Regions from separate parts of the Mus musculus genome. Here region 1 is linked to region 2. Evidence: chromatin contacts called from public HiChIP or PLAC-seq data. All regions are on one chromosome and are shown on one strand. The core of a region is the stretch at or near the end of the contact, and the rest is flanking DNA. Distances in the headings are between cores, read along the strand shown. Region 1 overlaps Micu1 (mitochondrial calcium uptake 1). Region 2 has its middle 9.0 kb from the start of Gm36257.

Region 1 (2,700 bases), core at 29-2,528, 580 kb before region 2:
TAGCTATATGATACCTATCTATCTATCTATCTATCTATCTATCTATCTATCTATCTATCTATCTATCTACCCGAGGAAGATGAAAAGCTAGGGAGAAAAAAATACATGTTTTATTACAAGTGCCAAAAAATGAGGCTAAAACGAGTAGAAGGAGAGAGAAATCAGTGTCTGAGAGTGTGTCACTGCTCAGCAAAGGCTTTGGAGGGCGCTGCACTCTGGGATGAGGAAAGCCCGTGTGCTCCTCTGTACAGTTACAACCTCTGCAAATCCCTCCCTATATCCGTGTTTCAGAATGACAGGCTTCCCCAGGCCTTTCCTAGCTTCTGAACCGCACAGAGCCACACTGCACAGTGACCTCAGGCCACTTAGCCAGACACATCTGTGCTCTTCAGTGGGACAGAACGGCAGGGCCTCTGTGCCATTGTTCTTTCTGTCTGGAGTTTCATACCACTAGTTCATGAAAAGGAAAAAGGCTTACAGGCACCATTCTCTATGGGAGCCCTCCTCTTAAGGGAATCGTGACGTATTTTAAAGTTTGAGTTGAAATCTGTTTATGTAATGGACGGGCGTCTCTCAACACAAGAGGAATCTTTACTGTCTGGTGCAGGTTGTCTCCTGGCAAGTGGAGAAAGAAGGTCTACAGTCTGGAATGCGGGCACCACAGCTCACTGCTCAGCAAGGGCTAACAGGATGATCCCAGTCGCCATGACATTACAGAGTATTAGCTAAACTGCTACACTTCTCTGGGTTTTGTGGTGCTGGGTCCTTGTGCATGCTGGGAAATTATTTTACTTCTGCATGATATGCCTGGCCTAAACTAAACTATATTTTTCAATTCCAAATCTTAAGACTTCTTACATTTTAAAAGACTGGTTAAGCTGGAGCCAGGTGGCAAACACCTTTAACACCTTTAATTCCAGCACTCAAGGCTGGGCGTGGTGGCTCATGCCTTTGTCCCAGTGCTGAGGAGGCAGACCTCTGAAGTGGAGGCCAGCCTGGTTCACACAGTGCTCCAGGGTAAACCTTGCTTGTCTTCTGTGGCTGTTTTGTTGGGCCTGGGAAATGTGGTACGCTCCTACAGTCCTCACTACATGGAAGGTTGAGGAGGGAAGATCACTGAGCCTGTGGATTTAAGACCTGCCCCAGTGGATTGTTGAGATCTGACCCGCCCCGCCCCGCCCCGCCCACTCCCCACCTCCCACCCCCACAGTATAGCTGTAGCCATTTTGTCCCATGCCTGCCACCAGCTATTTCATACTGTTGCTGTAACATGCCTGCCAGTTGCTGACACAGAGAAGTGACCTGACTCAGAGCAGGGTCATGCTGACCACATGCCCTGTTATGTTCTGTATGAGGGTTGTTAATCTTAGGAAATTCCACAAAGCTTTATGTAGGACTCATCAAGTTAAAGGTCAATATGAACTGTTCTGTCTAAAATGGCTTGAGTCAGAGCTGACCACTGGGCAGCACTTCTCGCACCTGTCTATGAGCTCATTGTGTTATTATTATTGTTGTTGTCATTATTATTATTATTTATAAGCTGACAGAAAAAGATGTCTGTTGTCATAGTTTAGATAATTCTGAGTTATGACCCTGGTCTGACCGGTATTAAGGTATGCAGTCAAGAAACTACTCTTGCTTAATTGAGATTGGTATTCCTATTGATTTGTGTGGCGACTCTGGACCCTAACACAATTAGAAGGATGGAAACTGGGACTGTGACCAAATCAGCTGACTGAATCATGAGTCAAAATCATTAGTCAGACCAAGAAGGGGTCTAACTGTCGGTCTGAGAGTCCCACGTGGTATGCAGACATACATGCAGGCAAAACACCCATACATATGAAAATAGGGACAGTGATATTAATATAAGATAAAAATGTTTGCCCTTTGTTAAAGGACGGTAAATTTTTCTGCTCAGTTGGACTATCTTTTAACTTTGTTTAGGTCTATTTTATGTATGGAAATCTTCATTATAGCTAGATATGTAGGTAAAAAAAAAACTGGTTATGCCTAAGAACTCTTTCCTGGTAAGGTAAGAAACTAAATATTCACCTGTACTTTCTTTATTTTCCTTTGTTTGAGACCAAGTCTGACTATAATGCCCAAAGTTCCCTTTCATAGACCAGGCTGGCCATGACCTTTTTATCCTCTTTCCTCACACCTGGAATGCAGGGATTACAGCTGTTACCTACTAGGCCTCACTCATGGTTTCTGTATTTTGAACAGGGAAGCATCACCTCAAATACTAAAAGACACTTAACGGTGGAGTTTAATGGTGGAGTTTAACGGCAGTGATCAGCTCCCTGAACTGAAGAGCAGATCACGGTCTACAGCTCTGATGCCGAATTTGGAACCTGAGGGAAGCAGACGGACTTTCAAGCTAACTTTGGCTCCTGGTGAGTTCCAGGGCAGCTTGGACTACATAGAAAGAACCTGTCCTAAAGAAAAAAACCAAAAAAAGAAAACCAAAAAACCCCCCAAACAAAACTACACGAGGGGAAGAAAGGCTGGTGGTGTGCTCAGGTGATGTGGTAATGTTGCTGAGCATGCACGACACCCACGCCCCCTTCGGCTCTATAAACCGGATCTGATAGTATATGTCCCAGCACACAGGGAGGTACAGACAGGAGGGTAAGGCATTAAAGGTTATCCTTGGCTACGCAACAAAGGTCATTCTGAGCTCAATGAGATGCTGTC
Region 2 (2,936 bases), core at 212-2,711:
CTTTTTCTGCATTCCCTCTCCCTCCCTTCCATGTGGCCATGTCTGGCCTCTACTTCTCTACTTTCTCCCTCTCTCTGCCTTTCTCTGCCTCTACTACCCTCTTAGTTTCCCTTCCCAGACACTCCTCCCTGCAAAAGGTACTTAACCCCAGGCCCCTGAGAAGGTGAGGTAAGGTTTCACTCAACACAGCTCTCTTCTGTCATGACAATAAACAACTTAAAACCATGGACTGCCTCTTCTAATCCGAATCAGACATGCTGGAGCAATGGAGCAGGTCTTCCTTTAAAGAGCCCAGCAAGTAATCTCCCGCAGGAGGCCTCCCTGTACTCTCAGACACAGCTTCCATTGAGCCAAGCAGCCACTGAGCAAGCCAGAGACACTCTCATCCCGGTGGGACCAGCTGGAGTGCTCTCCTCCTCCCGCCCTCTTTTCTTTGGCCCCAGGCTAGAGCCTGCCCGCCTGCAGACCCCCCCCCCCCCACTCTGTTCTCAGCGCTTCTGTGACATCCAGAGGCTTCTGAGGTGCCCAGGAGTTTGAGAACCTGTCGTCTTTGGCCTCCGTGCAAGCCCCTGGGGACCCTAGTGGCGTCTGTGGTGCCTGAGAGTCTGAGCCAACTCTGGCAATTCCGTGGGGACCTCAGACTGTGCCTTACCACCCCCGGAGCGGAGTCCTGAGGCTTCTCACAGCGATGCCCGCCTAGCGTGGGGTGCACGCAGTCAAACTCCCTGCATCCACCTCTATGAGCAGCCCTAGCCCTGTGGCAGGCCAGGCGTGGGGCACCATTTTAACCCACATGAGTGCTGAGATTAAAGCTATCTGCCTGAGGGCCACAGTTCTTAAAAAAAAAATTAAATCTTTATCAGTGGTGGTGGTACACTCACAGCACTCAGAAGACAGCAGCAGAGGCAGGTGGATCTCTGAGTTCAAGGCCAGTCTGGTATTCAGAGCAAGTTCCCCAGGACAGCCAGGGCAGAGAAACCCTGTCTCAAAAACCAAACCAAACCAAATCAACCAACCAACCAACTAGCCAACCAACCAACTAGCCAACCAACCATCTTCATTATGTTAGACATGGCATCTGACTTTAATCTCAGTTCTCCTGTGGCAGAGGCAGGTAGATCTCTGGATTCAAAGCCAGACTGGTCTACAGAATGAGTTCCAGGAGAGCCAGGGCTATAAAACAGAAAGACCCTGTTTCAAAAAAAGGTGACTTGGTTGAAGTCCTGGAAGCAGTATTTATCCTGTGCTTAGTAACTATGCCAGCTCACAGCTCATGACTCAGGACACCATTGCACAGCTGGGTGGAGCAAGGGAGTTGCCAGAGCAGTGTCCTACCAAACGGCCATGTGACAGATTAATGAATCAGTGTTTACATGTTCCCCAACCACCTTGTCTCCCTTGCAGTCCTTACAGCTGTCCTTCCTGTAGGTCCAGGTATCTGAGCCAACTTGTTCTAGTGCTTGTTCCCTGATCCTGTCCCTCCCACCTGGCCAAGTTCCAAAATCTCTCTTCAAAGTCCACCTCCCACACAGTGGCAGCCAGTAGCATTACACAGCTCTCTTGTTGGTGAGTCTGAATACCGTCTTTGTATTTCAGATCTCACTCCCTAATAACTTGTGGGCTCCTGGAGACCGGAGTAGGTAGTATTCAACAGTGGTATTATGTTCAGATCCTTGCTTCACACCCTCTGAGGATGGCTGTATGATAGGACATTGTCACAGGCATGGATCTGAATCCCAGGCCACCTACTGAAGCATTTAGGTTCTTGAGTGCCACAGCAAAGAATTAGATCAAGGACAGGTGATTAGAAACAGAAACAGGCTGGGCGGTGGCGCACGCCTTTAATCCCAGCACTTGGGAGGCAGAGGCAGGCAAATTTCTGAGTTCGAGGACAGCCTGGTCTACAGAGTGAGTTCCAGGACAGCCAAGGCTATACAGAGAAACCCTGTCTCAAAAAACAAACAAACAAAGAAACAGAAATAGTTTGTCAAGAAAGGGAAAATACTCCCAGCACCGAGAGGTAGAGGCGAGTGGATTGCTGTGAGTTTGAGGACAGCCTGGTTTACAGGACTAGTTATAGGGCAGCCAGGGCCACACAAGGAAACTCAGGAAGGAAGCAAGGAATGAAGGAAGGAAGGAAAGAAAAACACACCTCATAATGAAAGTAAACTAACAAATAAGGGTAACGCTCCCCAAAAGCATGTGGCTACAAGCCATGTGACCCTATGTAGGACATTTGTATAGGATTCACCTCACTCATGTTTATATATTTTGGGCTTTTCTGGAGAATGTTCTTTTTGTTGTATGAGAACAAGATAGGGAAGGGCTTTCAGTATTTCTCTGCCTCTGGCTTGCTTATTTATTTGTTTAATTTATTTATTTACTATGAGTCCTCTGTCTTCACACACACCAGAAGAGGGCATCAGATCCCATTGCAGATGGTTGTGAGCCACCATGCAGGTGGTGAGAATTGAACTCAGGACCTCTGGAAGACCTCTTGGCCACTGAACCATTCCTCAAACCCCACCATTGGCTTCTTTAATACATTACTCACGGGTGTAACTTACATCTGGTTTCCTACTACAATCCAACCCCATCCCCAAAGTCTTTGGGGAGAGTGGAGAGATGATGATCTTGCTTAAACCTTGTATTTTAAGATTACAAAACTATGACCTACCTTTAGGATATGTAACAATTTCAAACTCAAACTCCACGTAATTCAAGGATTCCAAACAACTCTTCTTATGGAAAATCCAACACCTGGTGTCTGTATCCAACAGATAAAATAGGGACAGTCTTGTGGTCCCTTTTAGGTAGGGACTATGAGTCTCACCAGCAGAGCAGTACATATAGACTATTGACTGATTGTTGTCATGCTCCTGCATCTCAAGGTAGAGAGGATGGTGGGTGACTATAAGGAATCATTTGTACCTACT

Evidence for each region. HiChIP or PLAC-seq counts read pairs in DNA pulled down with a chosen protein or histone mark.
Region 1: a contact with region 2 is called in a FOXA1 HiChIP or PLAC-seq map of pancreatic cancer cells. The contact joins two enhancer-like sites. A contact is called at or near these places in 1 of 15 datasets of contacts at CTCF or cohesin (the NIH/3T3 cell line) and 1 of 115 datasets of contacts at active chromatin or transcription factors (pancreatic cancer cells).

The regions. Positions count from the first base shown.
Region 1 is chr10:59,820,134-59,822,833 of GRCm38.p6, reverse strand. The region is part of intron 8 of Micu1 (mitochondrial calcium uptake 1); the gene reads right to left. Among named protein-coding and RNA genes, the nearest start is that of Gm23803, 3.7 kb to the right of the region's middle. Within about 2 kb of position 1,278, at least 28 of the 459 cell types and tissues checked have an H3K27ac peak or open chromatin away from gene starts, as enhancers often do. A contact at or near this core is called in pancreatic cancer cells, where this site is marked.
Region 2 is chr10:59,239,861-59,242,796 of GRCm38.p6, reverse strand. No RefSeq gene overlaps it. Among named protein-coding and RNA genes, the nearest start is that of Gm36257, 9.0 kb to the left of the region's middle. Within about 2 kb of position 1,461, at least 92 of the 459 cell types and tissues checked have an H3K27ac peak or open chromatin away from gene starts, as enhancers often do. A contact at or near this core is called in pancreatic cancer cells, where this site is marked.